Linked DNA regions of Sus scrofa: regions 1, 2 and 4 are each linked to region 3. The links are chromatin contacts, called in public Hi-C and HiChIP or PLAC-seq maps. All regions are on one chromosome and are shown on one strand. The core of a region is the stretch at or near the end of the contact, and the rest is flanking DNA. Distances in the headings are between cores, read along the strand shown. Region 1 overlaps WDR17 (WD repeat-containing protein 17). Region 2 holds the start of SPATA4 (spermatogenesis associated 4). Region 3 holds the start of SPCS3 (signal peptidase complex subunit 3). Region 4 overlaps WDR17 (WD repeat-containing protein 17).

Region 1 (5,831 bases), core at 2,078-4,577, 100 kb after region 3:
CGAGCTGATGAAGGCTCTCTATTTTCTGGAGACAATGGTACTCCTGGGTCCCACTGGGAGGCCCTGGCACCATTTACCATCATCACTTTGATTGGACATTAGGGACCATTGCTTGAGAATAAGCCATCCCTCATGACTGATCTCAGTAATTTTTAATTGCTGAAAATTTCAGTAAGCTGAAGGAAGAACAGGCATAATATATCAGTGATATGCATCTATCAGTTTTTAATTGCTTTCTGTGTGTTTATAAAATACTAATGAAGGCTATAGAGTTAAATTTAATCTACTGAGATACAGTAATTTGTAACTGTGTTGGCTGTTGCTTTGTCTCCCTTATTTAATTTCCCTAAGGATATGACCTGTGTGTATTTTAAAACATTTGTTACTAAGTATCCGTATCATTTGTTTCTAAGTATGCCTGTTACATAAATTGCTTTTATGGTAACAGTACAAGGACTATGTCTCTGAATTTATTTTAAGGACAGGCCATTTATACCAAACATGGAAGCATTAAGGGCAATATTATCTCATTGGGCCTCAGGTCTCTTTATAGGTACACACTTTTATTCAGATTATGCTTATTTTAATATCACATTTTTAAAAATAATGAAACCACTAAAAATGATGTACATATTCCCTTTATGCCTGACATCAGGCTGTACCTGGATTTTTAATCCTGTGAGACAAGAGATGTGAATATCGGAATGACTGGGAAGATTTGATCCAGTCACATAATCTGGTCCAACAATTCCTCTGAGTGGTTCTTCTTTTAGCCTCTTTAGTAAAGTTGCGTAAACCATTCTTTGTGAATCAGAAGGAGGTGTATATGAAGACTCCTCTGATGATCTGTGTTTTTCAACAGATATTACAGTTTTATTTTCGTGGAACCACATGCAGGATTGTTAAGATTTAGATTAAAAACAGTCCCTTTATAGATGATGGCAAAAATCAACTTTAGACTGAACTTATAGTAAAACGAAGGGTATAAGAAAGGCAGCAAGAACAGCATTGTAAATTATTACTTCATATAATCTAAACAACCTAAGATTCATTATTCTGCCAAGATAAATAATGAAGCAACCTGATTCTCAACAAGTCTATCTCTAATATTAAGTGATACCTTCCGAATTCTAATTTTTATATCATGCTGACTCACGGGTTGGTGGACTGTGTGCAAGCTCTCCACGCATCCAATTCCTCAGAAAGGTGTTCAATTTTTAAAGGCACTGACACCTTCCGACGTTTTAACAGCTGACTGAAACATGTGAAAAAGAAATTAACATAGGACATCCAAGACGAAGAGAGCAAAAAAGGGAAATGAACTTGAAATAACTGCAATTTTAGATTTAACCACACTTATTCACAAATCTATGTGCATAGATAAGATATATACATGTGCACGCACTTATACATTTAGCCTTTAAATCCCTGGCAAGTCAAAAATGTTCAATACATATGGGCTGGATGATAGGCCAGGCGAGTGAGCACATGAATAAACCTACTGCACAAAGTATGGAGAAAGTTGGGTAAGCCCAGCAGTGCTGAGTCACAGCTGCAGGAACAGTGTGTCTCCACATTAAAAGTCAGTAGGAGTAAGAAGGCAGGTATAACAGCAGGATAAGAATGTCAATTAGCGGGAAGGAATGGACATGCTGATTTTAATCCTTTAAAGACAGGATGTGTGAAAAAAAAAGTGAGACAGGGACAGCAGTGATCCATCACATCTATGTAGAAATCTGGAGACATATGTAATTATCATTACTATTAATTATGAGGAGGCGATAGGGAATTATAGTCCTAGTTTCTATAAGTTACAAACTCGGTATGTTCTTCAAGGAATTAGTTGACATTTAAAAGTAAAAGCTATTTAAGAGCTAAAAAAAAGAACATAAGATCTTACAGATGAAGTAAAAGTAAGCATTTCTGTAATTTATATTTTGTGGTTACTCATGCTTGTTGTCATCATTCTGCTGGGACATGATCAGAATTGGTGAGAAAAAAGGTACAAATACCCCTTGCCCCCACATATCTCTAATGTTTTAGGAATATTATTTCAAATCAGGTGATACCTTGCTTTTTTCAACCTCAAATTACTGAACTTAAATTTTTTTATAGATAATGTAGCATAGCTCCAAAATAAATTCTTTAATATGACTTCCCTGTCTACAATTTTCCACTTGACAGTAATTTACCTGACCAGAAGTTTTTTCGTTTTTATTTTGTTTTTGTTTGCTTGCTTTATAAAAGCAGAGAAAGGTTTATTGCAGGCCATGCAAGGACATGGGTGGCTCATACCCCTCAAACCCCCCAAACTTCCCAAACAAAATTTTTCCAGTAGTTTTTGATGATCTAGTGTATGTAGAGTATTATTAAAGAGTGGAGGGGAAAACCACGGTAAATAAGTGGAGAGAACACAGTGAAAAAATATTAGTGAAAAGCTTTCAGATGTACAGGAAATTACAAGTAGTTCAGTTTGGCTAAACATGTAAAAGGACACAGTGGGTGACAAGGATGGACTCCAATTTCTGTGGAATTTCAAAGTCAGATTAAGGATTGAGAATGTTACCTGCTCAGCAGTAGGGGGTGTAATAGGGAGGAAAGGGGCAAGGTGACCACAGGAAGGGCTACCACAGGTGACAGTTAGTGGGGCCAGCAACTATGGGGTTACAGGAAATGAGAAAACAAGTAGATGTGGGGATTTACTAAATCAGTGGCTGCTGACAGTGAAGAAAAGCACTAAATCCTGACCCTGAGCACTTAATTCTGGACAACAGAAACATAACGACATCAGAAGAAAGAGAGAACCCAGGAGAAGGAATAGGTTTGAGGAGGAAGATGGTTTTAACTTTGAGTGCAGGGCTTATCTGAGTGGAGGGAGCTGCTGGACATCCACGTGGAAGGAAAAAGAGAAGGAGATGAGAGCAGGAGATAGAACAAGCTGGGGAATGGATGTGAGTGGTTTGGGGATATCAGCTTAAGCAGCCAGGCAGGACAATGGGTACAGCTGTCAGAGAAGTAAAGAGAGGACTTGAAAGTTCTGGAGCTTGAGTTCCTCATCCTAAACTAACGCATTTCTAACTCGTCACATCCTCTCAAATCTCTCCTTCCTTATGAATACAAAGCCTTCTTGTATGCGTGGTATTGTTTCAAAGGACCATCTTCTCTCTTTCATCATTACCAAAGTCAGAGAGAGCTAACACATCGCCTTGAATATTATTAATTCCATGTGACACATCCAACTGTTGGTCTATTTTAATACTGTTAGAAGTTACTTTCTATTCGTGGCAATGCTCCTGCATAGATTTCTCCTGACCGTGTGAATTCCTACTACGCTCTGCTCTGCTCCAGAGGGCAGAGCCACAGCTCCACAAGACCTCCGCCTGGACAAGAGGGAGAAGCTAGCAAGGAGCAAGCTTTGTTTCTCTCAGAACCTTTTGCCCACATGGAGGGGACTCGGAAAAGCTGTTTAATGCTGCTTAAAGCAGAGACTCAGCATTTTTAAGTATAACCCACTCTGCCATTTAGTGAACTAGCAGACTTGGAAACAGTTTTTCAGGGAAGGCACTGGGTTTTATTTTTGAGTATGACAAGTTGTAAGCACAACGGCTGATGTTCAGCAAGCTATGAGAAGATACAGGAGTTTGGCAGGTAGGTTATACCTGAATATAAAATAATTACTTGCCACTCACAGACCCTCTTTACTTTGCATTTTTCTACTGTAGAGATGAGAAAGCTAAAAAACCCAGTTTCTCATATTCTTTTAAAAGTAGGGTTACACTGTTCTGGCTAGTGGGCTGTGGGCAAACTAGCCCTAAGGAAGAAAAGGGTCCTGCCCTCTGTGCTCTCTCCCACCTCTTTCCTGCTTCAAATGTAGACATAACACACAAAGGGCTAGAAGCCACCTGAAAACCTTGGGTCACTCAAGCAAGAGAAAGAAGCCAAGAAGATCAGAGTGGAGAGAGGGGAAGAATCCAGACCCTTGATGGAATCAGCCCTGGAATGCCTACCTCAAGTGTCTTGACATAAAACCAAGAAACCCTCATGTCTCAGCGAGAATCAGGATCTCTGTTCTTTACACCTGAATACACTGCTAGTTCATACTGTTTATTTCTGCATTAATAGGAAGCACATGCTTGGTAAATAAATGGATGCCAGTAAAATGTAGTTGCTGCTTCTGTGATACACTTGGATACTAACCATCTCAGTGAGAGGCAGTTCTCTCAATTCACACTAGAAGAGGAACTGCTTTTACCTTGTGTACTCATAAAGTGCAGGAACGATGCTTTGGTACTGTCTTCTGATAGCCAGCAACGCACCAACATAGCCACATAGTATCAGCAGTTCATTTCGTGCTCTAGAAGACAATATGTTTATGGTTTAAAGTTCCATAATTCGAGGTAGAGAACATTGCTCTCATACATAGTTATTGCCTTTGGATCTCTATATTTTGGTGGGTGACATTTTCAGCAAAATATGCTTAGAAAATTTTCTAAAATTTGAAGATGTTTTATTCATCAGTTAACTCCTATTCAGACACATCTACAATAACATAAATTGTAATTTAAAATAAAAAATCTTTAAATAATATTTAACACTTGCCTTTTTTTTTTTTTTTTTCTATTCCTTGTCTGTTCCCTCTTGTAATTTCTCCCAAAGTAACGCATTTGGTCAGCTTGAGGGGTTCCTGGCATATTGTGTGGACTCTAGGGAAGGGGGAGGACACCCCCTGCATCCATGCCCTGCTGGGAAAACTTGCCAAGGTTTCACAGGCTGCTGCACCATCTTTCCGCATGGCATTGCGACAGAAATAGCCCAAAGCCTCCATTATAAAAATATGTGGTCTCTGGAGACTCTAGATACATGGGTAACAATGTCCTTAAATGATACTTGAATTCAAGGATGATGTCTGTTTTTCATTTTCTAGCACTTTCACTTCTCCCCTCAACCTAGTATGCTTTGCACACATGCACATTTAAAGGGGATGACCACTAGACAGACCGTGGAGGACAAAAGGTCCAAAACCATCCCAATGCTTTGAATCAGCCCTCTTTGAACCAGGTGGGCATGTGTGTGTTTCGTGTACATACATACACACACACACACACACACACACACACACTAGGTGTTAGGTGTTAGGAAATAGGACCTCTAAGATTTGCTGTTTGGTTCTAACTGACCTCTGTATTTTCACTTAAGAATTAAACAAAAAACAATGTAACTTTTCTACACATGCACTTATTTGTCCAAGAAGATCTTATTTCTTGATCTGAACACCAAAAACAGTACAGGCATTTTGAAACGTTACATAAGTTCAGTTACGTTATTTTGGAGAAAAAGTACTCACTCAGTACATGTATGCAAGACTAATTTTTCAGTACGAATATAACTCAATAGGTCGAGAATGGGGTAAATGGTATCCAAAGTCCAATTCGAACTACTGATGTATTCTGGCAAAATAAAACCAAATAAAAGATTCTCTAAATGATAGTACTAAAACTTGTTCATCTGATTTTTAATGTACGTGATCGATTCCTTCTGGTCAGTGCTATCTACCTCTTTATTTTCTACATCACAGTCAGGTCCCGATACCATACAAAGAGCAATATCTTTCCTTTTTAAACTTAGGGTGGCTAGTGCTTGATTTTAAGCTTTTTAGAAATGTAAATAAAAATACCAAGTAAGAGTAAATTTTATTTTACTTATTTATTTATTTTTTGTCTTTTTAGGGCTGCACCCACAGCATGTGGAGATTACCAGGCTAGGGGTCTAATCAAAGCTGTAGCCGCCGGCTACGCCAGAGCCACAGCAACTCGGGATCCGAGCCACGTCTG
Region 2 (6,059 bases), core at 461-2,960, 85 kb after region 3:
CTCTGTGTGCAACCATTCCTTCCTTCCGCTCTTCATTCCATAGAGTTCCACAATTGTCTTAGAAGCATCACTCATGTGTACTGAGTGTTTATTATGTGCACACACTGTTCCAGGCTCTTCATTCATTTAACTTGTCAACTTAATCCTCATCTCAACCCTGTAAGGTATTTCCTATTTATTTCCATCTTTTACAAATAAAAAATGGTAAAATAACTTGCCCAAAATCACATAAATAATAAAAAGTAAAGCTGGTGGTCCAAAGCCTGTGTCTTAACCCATTCAAATACTGCTTTACAAGATACACATCAAAGGTCACCTCCTCTGAGGACTCCTGTGCTCTCTCAGGCCAAATCATTTGCTTCCTTCCTGATACCAATATATTTTTTAGCATGGCAGAGCTTTTCAGAGTACATGATCTTTTTTTCAGATACTTATATATCTCTGTACCTTCTATAAATAATCTAGGGTACAGCTGCCTAAAAGAACTTTCTGCAAAGATAGTGATAGTGCAGTCTCTGTGATGTACAATGTGGTAGCCAACAGCCCCACCCAACTATTGAGCTGTTGAATGTAGCCAGTGTTACGCTTCTTCATTTTATTTAAATTTATTTAATATAAAACTGAATAGCTACATGGGGCTAGTAGCTAGGTATTGAATAGTGAAGATCTTATACACAGCAAAGCAGAGGACAGTAATTCCTCAAAATAAGTCCATTCAACAAATGAAAAACTACATTGGACAAAGAAAAAACACTGTACAGCTTCATTTTTGTCTTTCTAATACAGACTCACTCACATTGGTTTACTTTATTAATAAACGTGTACGAATAAGCATTCGACAATATACAGCTCTACTCTTTATATATCTATCCCATATTTCATCTTGCATAGTAACATATCTTCATATTACTTACACATATTATCTACATATCTACTTTTCTGCTGTAAAAGTTTTTAAAAGATTTTAACAACTTTGCTGTGTAAATATTTAGTTTATAATTATCTATGCTTGCTCTGCAATCTTTTTTTCCCTCTGTGTTGTTCACTGATGAATCCCAAGTGACTAGATTAGGGCCTGGCACATAGTAGGGACTCAAAATATTTGTCTAATGAATGACATCATGCATCCTGAGGCATCTTTGTGAAGTGTGAAAATCTAATTTACAAGTTGTTTTCAAATACCATGTAACTTTTATGAATATAATGTAATAATTAAGGAAATTGGTAAATTACATTGTGTAGACATAAAGCATTTATTCATTTTATTTTTGAAGATTTTTTTTTACATTGGCATTTTGGAACAAAAGCCCTATCTTTTCCAATTTCCAAACAAAACCTGTCTTTGTCCTCTGAAACGTTCTCACAACTTCCTCAAAATGCTTGACTGCAACAAGCCTTCAGCTGAGCAGAAACCACAATATTCAAAATGTCAATTTCTAAGGGAAGGCGGGGTGAGGGTGGGTAGCTCTAAATTGGTTACGCTTCAGGCCAATTAAAACTGAGATTGAAAGCTCGGGCCATGTCGAAGCTCCCCGGACCCACGTCCCCTCGCAGTGGGGCCAGGGATGTGCGTGCCCAACCAAGAGCGTCGGATAGTGAAGTGGAGTACGCATGAGGCCCAGGGCGCCTGCGCCGAGGCCCCGCCAACACCAGACCCCGCCCCACCGAGGCCCCGCCCCCGATGCTGCCATAGAAACCCAGAAAGCGACATGGCTGCCACCAGCCGGAAAGAAAGGCTTTTGAAGCTGCCGGCGGCTGCCTTACCCAAGTCACCGTCACTTGCGCCAGGTCCAGCAGCTCCCATCCGAGAGAGGCCTAAGAAGTGGCTGGTCTATCCACAACCACCGAAGAGCTCCCGCATGTCTCCGTCGGTTCTGCGCTGGCTCCAGGGCCTGGATCTCAGCTTCTTCCCTAGGAACATCAGCAGGTGCTGGAGCGGTCGGGCCCTGGCCGCCTGGCGGGCGCATCCGCCGGAGCAGAGCAGTCTCCTGGTCTGCGCCGCCCACCCCGCAGTAACGCAGGGGCTTTCCTGGGATTGCCTTGCCCGCTCTACTCCTTCACTCGTCACACGCACACGCACAAGCACACTCACACACTCGCCCCCTTAGGGAGCTGATCTGCAAAAGGGTGAAGCATTTCATTTATTCAATCAATTCTATCATTCCGTTTTAGACTCAGCTAATATAGAATGCGTTGGTGACAACCCCCAAATAAAATAACCTAGGCTCTTTTTCAGGGACACTGGACATTAGTACTAGTGGGGATCCGTTTACTTTTTATTAGCCATAGCATCTGGTTTGAAGGTTATTGGGGATTGAAAAAGTTGCTCCTTATAACTGAAGCCTCTCTGAGCATAACTGGCAGTTAATACTTGCACTGGGAATGCAAATTGAATTCCTTAAAAATAAAGGTGATGACTTTCATTTTGCAGGCAAGGGCTTTCTCTGGTTTACTGATTTAGGCACTCCTTAAGAAAAACATGCTTGAAATGTTCAGTGCCCCCAGTGGTATCACCTGGGGGCCTTGTTAAAATGAAAATTCAATATGAATTAATAGTTTGGGTTCATAAAAAGAACACCATGGCCTTTGGTGTGTGTCTAATCTTACTCAATCACTACCCCATAGCAAGGCCTCCTCGAAGCAAGGATGCATCAGACTCTACTTTTATAATTATCTTGTCGTCAGTATTGAATATTATATGGGTGTGAATTGATTACAAAATAATACAAACTATATATGTAACTACATTTTATTTCATTTCCTTATTGATATGGATCAGGGATTTTTCCAATGGCTTCTTGATCGCAGAAATATTCTCTATACATTACCCCTGGGACCTTAAGTTGTCATCCTTTCAAAATGGAACTTCTTTAAAAGTCAAGTTGGATAACTGGGCACAATTGGAAAAGGTAAATTAGCAGTTACCGATGCTTTTAACTTTGGAGAAGTTTGTATTTGAAGAGGTGTATTCCTGAGGTCTTAGATTTCTTGAAATGTGTGTTAGTGGCTGGGTGCTAGTTACCCAAAGCCGCTAGGTGGCATTTATTTCCTTGTATTAAAAAGGTTATTAAACTGTAATCTATGTGTCACCTATGAAACAGCATACTCATTTCAAGTCGGAGAGGGAGACCATGGTTGATTTTCTTGCTGAGTAATAATATCATTTAATAATTAACTTGTTAAACCTCAAAATATAAATGGAGGACAAACAGGGGGTGAAAGTGAATTCAAAGTAATTAGAGATATTTATAGAATTTTTTTGGTGAAAATATTTTTTTTCTTCTATTAAAGTTCCTGGCAAGAAAAAAATTTAAATTACCTAAAGAACTAATCCACGGAACTATTCATTGTAAAGCTGGAGTACCTGAAATACTGATACAGGAGGTGTACACCTTGTTAACACATCGAGAGTGAGTTATTTGGAATTTTCTAGTAATACAATTTAATATTAAAGTTGTGACAGTAGAAATCTTATTGCTAAAATGGGAGTTCCCATGATGGCTCAGCAGAAACTAATCTGACTGCATCCATGAGGACACAGGTTTGATCCCTAACCTTACTCAGTGGGTTAAGGGTCATGAGCTGTGGTGTCAGTCACAGACATGGCTCAGATCCTGAGTTGCTGTGGCTGTGGTGTAGGCCAGCCACTACAGCTCCGATTTGACCCCTAGCCTGGGAACTTCCATATGCCATGCGTGTGGCCAAAAAAAAAAAAAAAAAGAAAGAAAGAAAGAAATCTTATTGCTAAAATGTGACTTGTAAACAATATTTTATTTTATTTTTTTGTGTCCAGAATTAAAAGTATTCAGGATGACCTCGTGAATTTCACAGACTACAGTTACCAGATGAAATTGCCCCTGGTTCCTAGGTCGACAGCTTCAAAGTCTATTAAAGATAACATTAGGTTATCAGAATTAATAGGCAACCCCAACAAGCTCACCAATGAACTTAAAGTAGAGTTCCTCTTCCTTTTACAAATGTTGCAAAGAAAATTGAGCAGAAAACTGAATCCACGTAAGTTATCCTTGGAAATAACGAACTGAGTACTTCCAAGCCAGATCCTTAACTCACTGTGCCAGGCCAGGGATCGAACCTGTGTCCCATTGCTCCAGAGAAGCTGTGGATCCCATTTTGCCACAGTGGGAACTCCAGCGAGGCTATTCTTGAACACAGATGAAGGAAAAGCCTGCCACTATTCCTTGTTGCATGGACTGTTGTAATTTCATTTACTGTGACTAATTGTTATTAATTCAGTCATAACTTACTGTCCAAAGACTAATCTCCTCTACTTATTTGGAAAATTATAAATTTCAACTCTAGAAAGTGCTACCCTAGAAATTTTAACACGCATATTTTTCTTAGTCTAAAACTAATATCTTTACTCTCTTCCTCAAACCGTAAGTACTTTAAACACTAGGACAAGGAGCACTCCTTGCCAGCCCTCTACCCCACTTAAGTTCTTTCATTGTTCACCATTTTAGTTTTGTCAAGTTATTTTTTTTAAAACCACAAACCAGGTATCATTATTTTTTTATACCTGATGTTTGCTTACATTTAATCTATTACATCTGTTCATTGGTTCTTGTTGGAATTTCTAGAATGAAACACAAACAAATTCTGTTTGTTTAATCTTCAGGTTAAAAGTCCACCTAAGTGCAAAGCTAACACTGCTCTGTTGTCTTCTTTGGAACACAGTTTCTCTTTAGTCATGGACCCCTTAACCCTTCAGATTCTTGAATAGAATTATGTTATTACCAGCATTGATTTTTGAGTGTTCTGATTTTAAGCAGCCAAAGTAATTAATTGCGATAATTGCAGTTCTGGGAATGTTACTGCCCAGAGTGGTATTTAGCATAAATACCACTGGCTATGGCTTATGAATAGAAATAACCTTAGACATGTCTTCGAGCCTCAGTGAGAGTGAGCTGCAGAGAAGTAAGTGACCTTCAGAAGCACAGAGAAACTGATGCCCAAGTGCTGTGTTTGGTAAGAAATATGAGAAACATGGAATAATTTTGTCACTATTTGTATAGTATAAAAATGTTTGTGAAATAAAATACTGTATGCTTTTATTTATATGAAATATATAAATATGTAAAGCTAACCTATGATGATAGAAGGCAGTTTTCTTTTTAGGGGACTGAATAGGAGAGACAGGAGGCAGTTTGGGGTGCTAGTAGTGTACTATTTCTGGATCTGGGTAATGGCACCCCAGGTTTGTATTCACTCCAGAAATTCATCAAACTGTAAACATATGATTTGTTCATTTTTCTGTACACATTATTGATTAAAAGCTTACCCCAAACCTAATAGGAAGATAAGGGTATTGTTTTTAAAGTAACTTTCTTCCTATGGCCATATCCAAGGCATATGGAAGTTTCTGGGCCAAGGGTTGAATCCCAGACCCAGCCCGGTTCTTTAACCACTGGGTAGGGCTAGGGGTAGAACCGATGCCTCCACAGTGATCTGAGCCACTGCAGTCAGATTCTTAACCTACTGCACCTTAGTGAGAACCCCTAAAGTAACATTTTTAAAGCAACCATTTTGCACATCAGAGAGGTGACCCATTGGTGGAGAGGGTTACTAACCTGCGTCTTCACACCACCCTTAGGAATATGATCCAGCAGATGTCTAAATTTGCTTAATTTAAATTTGTGGTATCTTATTTTGACAAGGGCCATAATAAATTTTTAACGAACAATTTTGTGTTTATATTTTATAGAATGGTTTGAGGTCAAACCAACAGTGGGAGAATTAACTCTTGGTCACCGTCCAGCTCAAGCCTCTGGGTGCAAATACAAGGCAGTCATTTCAAGGGAAAGAGTTGTTCCTGATTCTCGTAAGATTTTTTTAAGTTTTTTACTTGTTAAAATTGATTTTTTGGTGTTCCTTTGTTCACTTAAATTTTTCAAAATAGTTAGAGTGTTGTTCTGGGCTTTGTCGAGAATGACGTAGTAAGTTGGTGTGTTGTGTTTTTTGATAGATGGCATAAAACTTTATTGGTTATATCAATGTTATGGGAGAACAGAGCTTGAGAATAGCAATCAATCCGCAATTAC
Region 3 (6,036 bases), core at 1,985-4,484:
GTTTCACCCCTTTACCAGAGTGGGGGCGGGGAACTCACCAGGATTAATTATAAGACTGGTGTCACTGAGAAACGAACTGAGTTAATGTTTGGATTTCATTAAGCACCATAAGGAAATGATTATGTCTTTTTATTACATCCATTTCCATACTAACAACTACATGTTCACGTTATTGTGCTCTTGGATAAGATCTGTGTATTCACTTAGAATCCCTATTTTAGAACTTAGAAATCTTGGCTATCTTCTTATAAGAACAAGTACAATTTCAAGTTTTAGCAGCCATATTAAGAAACTCTACAAATGATAAGATTGAGAATACATAATAACTGAGATATCAGGAAATTTCCCTATAACTGCCCAGATACACAAGTTCCTACTATCACACTAGACCCCAACTCCCACTCACTAGCTTAAAAAAAAAAAAAAAAAAAAAGACTTGAAGATTTAAAAGCAGAAGTTTAATATAGGACTTTTCTGATGGTCTACTCTATTTCCTAAAAAGGTGCCTACAAAACTAATTCCTAGTCTATTTCTAAACCTAGTAATTATTTTCTAAAAAATAAAGTTAAAACTAATTTCAGGGTAGTAAAGAGGCATGTCAGATAAACTTCCCAGGTACATAACCTGCTTCCATTCTTCAAACAACTGTTTTACACAAATTGAGACAGTTCAACCTCCATAACCAATTTTAATCCCAGGGTTTTAAAAAGGCAGGTGAGATCCTAAAAGCAGCAGAGAACAATGCTGCCAATGTGGTAATCTTTGACCTTTGAGAAGATACAACTGGCCAAAATCAAAAGGTGGAAATTCAGAATAAAGAGAAAATATTTAAATATTTTTAAGTAACTCTTGCAATTGTTAAGATTTCTCTGAATTTCATTATAAAAGCACTTATAAAAAGAACTATAATGGCAAAATGCTAATACGGTTTACTAATAATCATCTGGTAACGACCTGAACCATAGGAGATGCAAATCACTTTTTTACATATGTTTCTCTCTGCTATCACAAAATATGCATATATTCTTTAAGACTGTACGTGAAATACTACATCTAGGTAGGCTGAGTTCTGGTAACATTCTTCTTTAGTCTCAATGATCTAATTTCATTTTCTTTCCAATATATAGATTCAAACTCTCCTGTAGCTTTAGATCTATTTACTGTTTCTGTGAAGATTTAAAGTGTGTTCACACAATAATAACTCATGAATCTATAAATAAGTTTCTTTAAGGTATGAATGAGGAGATATTAGCATGATTATACCGATGAAAACATAGGCACAGAAATTTCCAAGGTTTGACTGATTCAATGAATAAACATACTTACTGCCCCCCAATCACTAACATGTATATTATCAAACTAGAGAGAAATCAATGAAGTATTTTCTGAAAAGGATATCAGCAGTTATATCAAAAGTAATGAATCCAAGATCACTTCTTTCTCTAGGTCCAGTGAAGTCTTCTACATTTTTTCTAGAAGTAAAGATAATAGTTTTACCATCCTTCCAACATAACAGCATATAAAATTCACAAAATTCTTCACATAAAGTGAAAGACAGGGGTCTAATTGTATGCACATCTGAAAAAACAATCCCACAAAGAAACAAGTAAAAATCAGAAAAATTTATGTGAAAACAGGATAAACATCTTAATCCACTATGAAAATGGGTCATCAGCTACTTTCATTTAACCTAAAAGAATCCCTCACAAAACCCAGGGAGCAGATTAAAAACTATTCATAGAAGGTGTAAATACTTGATGTCAAGTGATTTGGTCCAACGGGTAGAAGGAAATTACTACAAGGTGGTGTGTAATGAACATAAAATGAACAGCTGTATTTACTGAGCACTTACTAAGTGTCTGGGTCAGGTCCACTACATATTTTTCACAATTATCTCAATCCTCACAACATGCCCACGAGTTAGACAAAAGGAAACGAAGGCCCAGAACGGTAAGAAACTTGCTCAAGATTCTCAGTAGCTAACAGCTGTTCCGTGTTCACAATGCGCCAAGCTCTGCTGATCCCTCCCAGAGCAAGGAACAGCCGTGATTGCCAGCCTGGGTCTATTTCAATCTAAAAAAAAATAGTAACTAACAAACATCAATATAGGAAAGGGTAGAGTAGGGGACAGCTCTGAGATAACTGGCTGGTTGACAATTCTGACTTAGAAATAAAACTAAGGTTGAAGGAGAGCGCACATGGAAGAAGGCATACAGAAGCCAGACAAGAGAGCGGGGATGGGGGGCGGAAATAGCTAGAATCGAAGAAAAAAGTGCTAGAGAATAAAAATTAGAAAGGAAAAAAAATAGGCATTAGCGAAAGGACAATGTCATTTCAAAATTCGACTTGGGACATTCTCCCAGATGTACTAAAGCAACCGGCCCTTCAAAAATAAAACTGAAAACACGTCTTATCAGGGCACTGGGATGCCCAGTCCTCTCCGGGCATCCCAACCTCGGCCGCCAACTTGGCAGCCGCAGCGAGTCGGTGCTGCGAGGAAAGGCCCTGGGGAGGGGCTGCGGGCCGGGCTCGGATCGGGTCGGGCTGTGGGCAGCCCGGGGGTGGCTGCTACTGGACTCCGGCGCAGGGCCGGAGGCGGGAGGCGGGGAGCGGCGCCCGTTTTGCTGTTGTGTTGCTCCCTCATTGGCCCGCGCGGGCAGAGGGAAGTGAGGAACAGGAAGGACGCAGAGGCACCGGCCGGAGTAACGCTCAAAATTAAAATTTAAGAGCAAGCCCGGGAAGATGAGGCGGAGGGTGGGCGCCGAGGGGGGACCGGGGAGCTGCGGGTTCCGCCCGGCTGGACACTGGGGAGCGAGGGTCGCTCGGGAGGGGCCCCGGGGAAGCGCAGACGCCCGGCTCGTCGCCCCGCGCGGCCGCCCGGTCTCGGCGCCCGCCCGCCGCCCGGCCTCGGCCGCACTCACAGCATGATCCGAGAGACGTGCAGCCGCACCGGGACGCTCCGGTCTTTGAAGGCGGTGGTGATGAAACAGCCGAAAGTGAGCGCCGCCATCACGCTCAGCGAGAAGGCGAACAACGAGTTCGCCCGCGACAGCACCGTGTTCATCGCGGCGGACGCCCCGAGCCCCGCTCCACACGCACACCCGGGACCCCGTTCCGGCCGCGGACCGGCTCCCAGCGATCCGCGCCGCCTGCGCCGCGCGTTCCGGGGGCGCGCCGTCGCGGCCCCGCCTCCTTTCCGGTCCCGCGACGCGTGCGAGCGCGCCCCCGCCTCCCAGACACACCCACCAGCGGGCGGGACGAGCCGAACCCGCGAGACTGAGCCTCAAGCAAGCCCGCCCCTCCTTGGCGCCTCCACCAATCAGCGACGAGCAGGGGAGGTGCTGGGCTTTGCCGCGGAAGGGCCACCTTCTCGGTTCTCCTCTGGCCTCCAAGCCCGTCAACCTTCTTTCTCAGGCCTTTTTCAAGCGGTCTGCGTCTGTGGCCTCTTGGGTGCTTAGGTGCCGTCGATTTGCACCTAAAACCCTCAGCTAAGCAAGGTAGTTTGCTGTGTGTCCCGACGTATCGCGTTTGGAAGCAGCACTCTCCAAAACCCCTGGTCTTTTGTCACACCTGGAGTTAGAACTTCAGCTTTTGGGAGGGCTTAGAGGGCCTTTACTTTCCACGCCCAACCTCAGACCAGCTCCTATTCATGCTTTGCCTTCCTATGGCAGCTAAAGCTGTTTTAGACTATAAGGGTGCCGCTACCAGTTTTAAATTGTTGCATGTTAACAAGGTGGATCCTATAACCAAAAGAATGACCTCGCTGGGTTCTTAGGATCAAAGGAGGTGATGGTTGTGAAATTGCTGTGCCACACATGGTATAATTTAAATTTTTACTTAAAATATTTCATATGTATCATATATAAAGAAAGAAAATATAAAAAATATACATTTATAATTTAAATCCATCAATACACAGTGGCCCTCAGAGGCTGTAAGGTTCAGACTATGCCAATCCCTGACCTTAACGGTCTCTCAACACCTTTGTTCCTCTGGCAGCTACATTTTTTTTTTGTGATTATAAAAATGGGATTCAGAGGACCCAGTAATTCCCTGAAAAAAAATTTGTAATTTTGTATCCATAAACCAAAAGAGTCTAAGAACACCTAGCTTAGTATAAGATGGGCAAACCAGAAAATGATGATCTGAGCCTTATGCTGGTTTATCTTGTCTATTGTTGAGCCCTGGCTTCTTTGCATTATTCGTTAATCACTCAGTTTTCATATAGTGTACAGTTAGGGTTGTTTGTTACTAAGGGCCAGCTATGCCAGGTTCAGTTCTAGGCTTTGAGAGTGCAGCCCTGATAAGACAAGGTCCCTGCTAAATTGGAGTAGAGCCAAATAATGCAAAACTAACGAACTATGAACTAAGGAGAGATCCTTAGTTGAGTTAAACTGTAAATTTTTGTCTTCCAGGCAGCCACAGTTTATTCAGTAAAGCCACAATTTATTGAATGCCTACTGTGTTACACATGATAACAGAGATGTGTACTAATTGATTCTACCCTCCTGAATTTTATAATCCAGTAGAGTCAATGAAATAAAAACAGAGAAATCTGAAACACAGAGGAAGTTGTAAAATGCTGTGAATTTCAGGAGAGGAAGAAATTGCATCTGTGGTCATGTGAAACAAAAACAGTATCTAAAATATTTAGCGCAGTGATAAACAAGACAATTAGGTATACTTAATATAGGATTCTCTAGAGAAAGGATGCTTATTGTTATAGGTGTTGATGTCCAAGAAGAGTATTCTAAAAGATACTGGACTGCAAGTATGGGTTTATCTAGGAGATACCCAGTAGTCTGGTCCAGCTAAACAGTGTATGTATAAAGGATTAGGTGGGAAAGACACTGGAAAGGTAAAATAAGGACCTATTGTAGAAAATCTGGCCAAAAAGTTGGGATCTTATATTGCAGGAAATTATGTATTAAATAAGAGTAGCATCACTGAACTGATAGCCATTTACAAAATAAAAGTAGAGAGTAAGTGACTGAGGTTGATGACAATGGGACCAAAAAAAAAGGAAGACTGATGAGAAATTTCAGAGTCAAAATCAATGATACAGCAACTGCTTAGGTAGGGGTGTGTGCAAAATATGGCAGAAAGTAGATGCAAAAGCACAAATGAAATTAATGTTATTGTCCTGACATGATGGCTTGAACTTGAGTGACTAGGAATTCCCAAAACACATCCCAAAACAATAGGAGCAGAGTAGGGATGGGGTGGGAAGATCTCTTATTCTGTTGTAGTTTTCTCATTGTGTCTTTGGATTTTCAAGATATTTAATCATGTCATGTATGTTACAGAATAAATTTTCCTTTAACAATTCTTTTATTTCTTTTTTTTTTTTTTTTTTTGGTCTTTTTGCCATTTTTTGGGCCACTCCCACAGCATATGGAGTTTCCCCAGGCTAGGGGTTGAATCAGAGCTATAGCCACCAGCCTACACCAGAGCCACAGCAACACGGGATCCAAGCCACGTCAGCAACCTACACCACAGCTCACAGCAACGCCGGATCCTTAACCCACTGAGCAAGGCCAGGGACCTGCAATCTCAGGGTTCCTAGTCGGATTTGTTAACCACTGCACCACGACGTAAACTCCTCCTGTTTCCTTTTGATTGTTTTAAATTAATGTCTGATTTTATATCATGTAGGCAGAGAATGTTCATATTATTTCTACTCTTTTGATTATTGAAGTCTTCTTTGTGGCCTAAAATGTCACTTTTGTGAATATTCAATGTGCACTTGGAAAGGTTATGTATTTTCTATTAATGATATACAAAGTTTGATACACAGCTATGGGATCTATCTTATTGATTATGCTACCTATGTTTTATATATCCTTATTAACTTATTTGTTATCTTTATTTTTTTGGATTGAGAAATCTCCAAATTATTGTGTTTTTGTCAGTTTTTCCTCTCATCTTTATATTTTATGCTTTATAAAATTAAGTAATATTATATCTTCATTATGAATGGAGAGCTTTAGCATCATAAAGTATTCTTCTTTTACTCTTAATGTTTTTAATCTTAAT
Region 4 (5,486 bases), core at 566-3,065, 120 kb after region 3:
TTCATCCTAAAGGGGAAAACTCCATTTTGCTGATTCAGTTCTCTGTGAAGATCAGGAGGTCAATGCCTGGTGAGCATCCCTTAACAGCTGATCCTCAAAGGAGAGACCCTTCTTCCTCAGGGCATTGTGGGAATGAATTATGACAAATAGTCATAATAGCGAGGGGAGTCCACTGAGAGAAAATGAGCCAGAAATCAAGGACTCCAGCCTAGGGCAGTGGTTCTCAAAGGGTAGCTTGTGTGAAGATAAAGCTGAGCAGGGGCAGGGCGGGGGAAAGGGGGGAAGCGGCTTCAAGAAGTACCCATGGTTGGGCTCCATCCCCCAGGCTCCTGATTCTGTTGGTTTGGGTTGGAAATGCATGTCTAGGAGTTCCTGGGCTTTGCTGATGCTGTGATCTGGGGGATCTCACTTCGATAAACACTGTTCTGAGGCATACATATGATATCAGATTGGTGGAGAACCAACCAGAACTGGAAAAAGATGGGCTTGATATTTCATATGTAACTAAGACTTAGAATACTGTGTTAAATTCATGAATTTTGCTCTAATAGCCCATTACCTCTCCAAGTTCAACCATCAGTTCACAATATCTCTGAATCTGTCCTAATCTCAAGTATATTTCGGCAGCTTCCTTCAGTCTTTCCTCTTTAGTAGGGACACCAATGCCACCACCAAATTTAGACATCTTGACTGTGGTTAGTTCTTGTGCTTCAGACTGGTTAAAAAGAAAATGAAATTTTCTAAATTTTATTGTACAATAGCTGGTGATTATAAAAGCACCATACAGACACATATTTTATAAGCACAGAGCACTGTAAATTGAATATTTTTTTAAACCAATGCTTTTTCTCTATAAAATACAGTGCCTCTTTAAACACAATATTTTGGAGTGGTGGAGAGAAGAGCCTAGATGTGTCTGGTGTGGGTGGGAAGAAGCTAAATTTCATTTTTCTTAAAACTCACCAGAAGTCCAGAGGCCAAAAGGTAGTGAGTGATAAAGTGATATATAACTCGTGAAAAAATATATAAAGGCTTTTAATAAAAATTAAAAGTTACTGGCTCACTCTAATTGGCTTCTATTCGTTCAGCAGATAACCATTACAGTTATTACATGTTTAGTTTGTGATCAAAGTACTTAATGAAAATAACTGTTTCTTATCAGCATCAGATCCACATCCCTGGCACAATTCTCTCCATGACCCAACAACTAATTACCCACTGGCATTTTACTGAAAAGAAAAAAAAAAAAAAAAAGCCTTTTCTTCTTTCCCGTTCCAGAACTGGTTTGTTGCTGGCATTGCAGTATTGCATATCACTTCATGCATAAGGTAACTAAGTAATAGTTTTGTATTGAAATTCAAACTCTTAAGAGCTGGAATATAATCGGTTTTAATAAAAATATATCCCAAAATAAATCCTAGTAGATCTATGGGGCAAAAATCAGATTAGTCCATACGTACAATCATCTGCTAACAGTGTAAAGCAAAGTATTTCAAGTGTTTTAGAAAATTTCATGAGATTCAAGCTATGAAAACCATGGCTGCCTCAGTCTGTTTCCAAATAATTTGTACTGTCATGATCACTCAAGATTGATCTCCTCAATATTCACTTATTTCAGTCTACTAACTCTAATTATTTATTTTAAAAATCATTTTCATATTTTAATAGTGAAATGGCAAAAAAAATACTTGAGTACATCACATTTGCATACTATACTTACTGTTCTGAATTTAACGAGATGTTTCAAATGCATTATTCCTTTAGAGTAGTTCTGAGGAAGTAAGCTGTCATCTTGCCCTGTGATCACAGCAACTAAGTTCCACAAATTGTCACTGCCCCCTGGAGGCTAAACATTGATACAGAACATGCAAAGATACAATAAGGAATTAAAACCCCACAGCATTTTGCGTCTTCAAAAACATAATGCAGTCACATCTAAATCCATAAATTAACAAACTAAGAACTATACTTTATCTTTTTTTGCTTCTGGGTTCCATTTGCTTTCTTTCAGTGGGATGACACATGTAAATGTGTGATAATGACAAAAAGTTGTAATAATTCGCTTCGGCTGAAGGGGAAATTTTTCCATTTGGTTCCTTATAATACTTACTGATAAGAATTCTGAAAACCATCTTAGTTTTTTCATGCGAGGATTACCCGTCAGTTTCTCTACTTCCTGTTTAATATCTCTTGACACTTTGCCACACAGCAGGGGAGGCGTGCCGTGTTCTATAGCGCCATCTGGAGGAGAGACGGAACTCAGCAACAAAAGAGAGCTTACAAAATAGCATTTATACAGAAAATCTAATACATGCAAGAGTTTCAGTACCCGTGTTCCCGATAATTTCTTCCCAAGATCTGTCGGCCAGAATATTTATTTGTAAAGGGGTGATTAGAGGTGTTAATGACCAGAGTCTCACTGTAGAGTCACGGGAGCAAGAGGCCATAGTGAAGGGGCGGCTTGGATGGCACGTTAAACCTGATGGAAGAAATAGAGCCATTTACTCAAGTAAGCACTGAAACATAGTTTTTATTTATATCACCTCGTAACATTTCCACATAACTTTATTATTGAAGTTATGAAGAAATGTTTTAAATAACACTTTTTTTTTTTTTTTTTTTCATTTTTGGCCACCTCAAGTCATATATATGGACCTCCTGGGCAAGGCTTCAGATCCGAGCCCCGAATCTGCCACAACACCAGATCTTTAACCCACTGTGCCGGGCCTGGGGATCAGACCCGGGTCCCAGCGATCCCAAGATGCGGCGGATCCCCATGTGCCACTGCGGGAACTCCAATAACATTTTTATCTTGTCTGAAAATAATACAAGAATGTAAAAAAATTTTTTTTTTACCATATTCGGTAGATATGAATACAAGGTCTAATGATTATTAGAAAGCAGATGGTCCTGGATGAAAATGTGGAAACTAAATTTCATTTGGTTTACCAGCACCAGACTGTAATACTAATGGAATACTCAGTAATCTGTGGGTTAATAGAAAGATGAATGGGCATTATTCTCACAAGATAAAGACTTGAGGACCTTTCATTTTTGAATGCCCAAAAAAGGGATTTTGTCCCATACCAGGGCCCACACTATACTGACTAAAATGTCACTGGGGTAAAGCATATGGATACAAATGATTAGGGTTACTTGCTCAAAATAATCATTTCTGCATTCTTAACTCATCTACTTAATCCTATCAAAGTTTGGGTGCTACAAATGAGAGTAAAGCAATATGCAAAGATAAGAAATCTGGTTTTTCATTTCCAACTCAGTTTTTTTTTTGTTTGTTTGTTAGTTTTTTTTGTTTTGTTTTGTATTTTTTTGTTTTTGGCTGTGCCTGTGGAATGCACAAGTTCCCAGGGCCAGGGATGAACCTGAGCCCCGGCAGTGACCCTAGTCACAGCAGTGACAACAGCTCATCCTTAACCTCCTGAGCCACTAGGGAACTCCTCCAATTCAATTATATTGAAAAAACTTTATTCAACGTTAAAAAACAAACATTACCCTAAATATCCAAGAACAGAGGTAGAGAAATGACTAAAGTCATATCTAAGTTATTGCTGATTTACTCTTTTATAAGTTCTCTTTGGGGTGATGGTAAGGTAAGGGAGAAAACCAAGCCAAACATGGGTATGTGCGTGTATTTCTCTGTAGAGACAGAAAGACACCACAACATTAACAATAGTTATCTTCTGATAGTTTCTGATGACATTTTCTATCATCTTCTGTGAATTCTGATATTTAAACACTAAGCATTATGCTTTCCAATAAGAAGAACGTTATTTTAAAGTGAAACACTATAAGACTTCAAAAAAATACTGTATTGCTCAGAAATTATAAATGTTAACATAGCGAAATTTAAAAGTACTCAAAAGCACTTTACCATATACATCTGCACCATGATCATACACAGTATCCAAACAAGCTCCTTCTCGAGTGTCCCACACTTTTATAGTATAGTCCCAGCTGCCAGATACTAACAGATATGGGATCTCAGTGTTCCACATCAATCCCCTCACAGGTGCAGTGTGTCCACTCAGAATATTTATGCAAGCATCTTGAGTATAATCCCAGATTCGAACAGAACTGAAAACAGAATATTATGTACGTGATACCATTCATCTTATAATTTATCTAAAGTATTGGCATATTCTTAACGGAGCACAATGATTATTTCTTAGCATATTGAAAAAGCATTTTACGTTTTGAGATAGGTCATTATTCTCCTCTTTATATCAAATACAAATTAATAACTAGGCTAGAACCAGCCTATTCCAATACATTTTTTTCCTTTTACTGGTTACTTGCTACTGATACTTAATATATTATTTCACAGATTATATGTTTAAAAAATTGCTTTCTTAACATGAAATGTCCAGAACAGATAAAGCCAAGGAAAAAAATACAACTAACACATGATACAATAATTTAGGAGTGCTCAAATTATTTGTAAATCGTGAAAATACAGCATATATGATGATGGATATTACTGAAAAATCAACTCACATTTATGCTTTTATCAATACGTGTAAGTACTTCATATTTTTGTCAGTAAAATAAGTTGCTTAGTCTCATATCAAGTGCAAAACTTTAAATATAGCTGGATTCATGATATCATTTGAATCTATTGATTGTACGAAGTACAAACGTTATTGAAGTAATATTTGAACTCAAAATCAATTTAAGACCACCAAATACTAACTCTGCTTGGATGATTCATAATCATCTTTTATTAGTTGCAGATCAGCCTGAAAATCCCAAAATATTAATACGACCAAGGTTATATTATACTACAAGGAGACACATCACATATTTTTATTTCTTTAAGGCATATCTCTTTCTGCTTTATATACAAAGACTGCTTTCTTCTTTCCCCCTTACGCTAGGACAAGACAATGTGGTTGTCATATACTGCACCTTTTACTTGGAAAAAATCAAGATTTTTCTTACCTAAATTTATCCTATATTCAAATAACCCAAACTGTACTATTCAAGACTATCTTGTCTGGATATAAAACATAGACAAGATTCCAGAGACTTTTACAAACCCGGAAAAAAAATGTTAAATCACTCTCTAAAATATCTCCTCTTCCTGCTAATATCTGATTATCTTCTTTTATTCTATTCTTAATGGAAACAGAGTAGAGCTGTTTTCCATATGAATATGAGAACATTATTAAAAGGTCTTCTCTATGTTTTATAGAGATTTACTGTTTCAGCCGTTTTCCCCTTTCTCAACAGATCCTTTTCCAATTTTCGTTTCTGTTAACTTTGTTCCTAGTAAGATAGAAATAAGCATCTATAGAAAGTAAAATAAGGAAATAGAAATTATAAATATGATGATAACATACATATGGAAAATTTTCACTTATATTTAAAAATTTTTTTTATTTATTTTGTCTTTTTAGGGTCACACCCATGGCATAGGGAGGTTCCCAGGCTAGGGGTCCAATCGGAGATGTAGCCACTGGCCTACA

What was found. A called contact is a pair of places that touch in the nucleus more often than the background predicts. HiChIP or PLAC-seq counts read pairs in DNA pulled down with a chosen protein or histone mark.
Region 1: a contact with region 3 is called in an H3K27ac HiChIP or PLAC-seq map of skeletal muscle. The contact joins the enhancer-like site here to the promoter of SPCS3 in region 3. A contact is called at or near these places in 3 of 5 promoter capture datasets (fetal liver, fetal skeletal muscle and skeletal muscle), 7 of 47 Hi-C or Micro-C datasets (blood, fibroblasts, liver and 2 more) and 1 of 2 datasets of contacts at active chromatin or transcription factors (skeletal muscle).
Region 2: a contact with region 3 is called in an H3K27ac HiChIP or PLAC-seq map of alveolar macrophages. The contact joins the promoter of SPATA4 here to the promoter of SPCS3 in region 3. A contact is called at or near these places in 2 of 5 promoter capture datasets (fetal liver and liver), 7 of 47 Hi-C or Micro-C datasets (alveolar macrophages, brain, embryonic fibroblasts and 4 more) and 2 of 2 datasets of contacts at active chromatin or transcription factors (alveolar macrophages and skeletal muscle).
Region 4: a contact with region 3 is called in a Hi-C map of skeletal muscle, with 5 times the contacts expected there. The contact joins the enhancer-like site here to the promoter of SPCS3 in region 3. A contact is called at or near these places in 4 of 5 promoter capture datasets (fetal liver, fetal skeletal muscle, liver and 1 more), 33 of 47 Hi-C or Micro-C datasets (adipose tissue, alveolar macrophages, blood and 17 more) and 2 of 2 datasets of contacts at active chromatin or transcription factors (alveolar macrophages and skeletal muscle).

Annotation. Positions count from the first base shown.
Region 1 is chr15:38,686,762-38,692,592 of Sscrofa11.1, reverse strand. It overlaps WDR17 (WD repeat-containing protein 17), which reads right to left. Exons shown (of 31, transcript XM_021075880.1): 28 at 5,345-5,447; 29 at 4,253-4,354; 30 at 1,157-1,255. Among named protein-coding and RNA genes, the nearest start is that of SPATA4, 16 kb to the left of the region's middle. Within about 2 kb of position 3,327, at least 3 of the 83 cell types and tissues checked have an H3K27ac peak or open chromatin away from gene starts, as enhancers often do. A contact at or near this core is called in fetal skeletal muscle and skeletal muscle, where this site is marked.
Region 2 is chr15:38,701,394-38,707,452 of Sscrofa11.1, reverse strand. SPATA4 (spermatogenesis associated 4) reads left to right here and starts at 1,710. Exons shown (of 6, transcript NM_001177923.1): 1 at 1,710-1,927; 2 at 2,780-2,909; 3 at 3,292-3,410; 4 at 3,794-4,014; 5 at 5,723-5,836. The coding sequence starts at 1,710.
Region 3 is chr15:38,787,803-38,793,838 of Sscrofa11.1, reverse strand. It overlaps SPCS3 (signal peptidase complex subunit 3), which reads right to left and starts at 3,234. Exons shown (of 5, transcript XM_003133320.4): 1 at 2,922-3,234; 2 at 1,399-1,472. The coding sequence starts at 3,064.
Region 4 is chr15:38,665,225-38,670,710 of Sscrofa11.1, reverse strand. It overlaps WDR17 (WD repeat-containing protein 17), which reads right to left. Exons shown (of 31, transcript XM_021075880.1): 15 at 3,893-4,095; 16 at 2,330-2,479; 17 at 2,111-2,241; 18 at 1,721-1,846; 19 at 560-715. Among named protein-coding and RNA genes, the nearest start is that of SPATA4, 38 kb to the left of the region's middle. Within about 2 kb of position 1,815, at least 17 of the 83 cell types and tissues checked have an H3K27ac peak or open chromatin away from gene starts, as enhancers often do. A contact at or near this core is called in adipose tissue, alveolar macrophages, embryonic fibroblasts and 3 more, where this site is marked.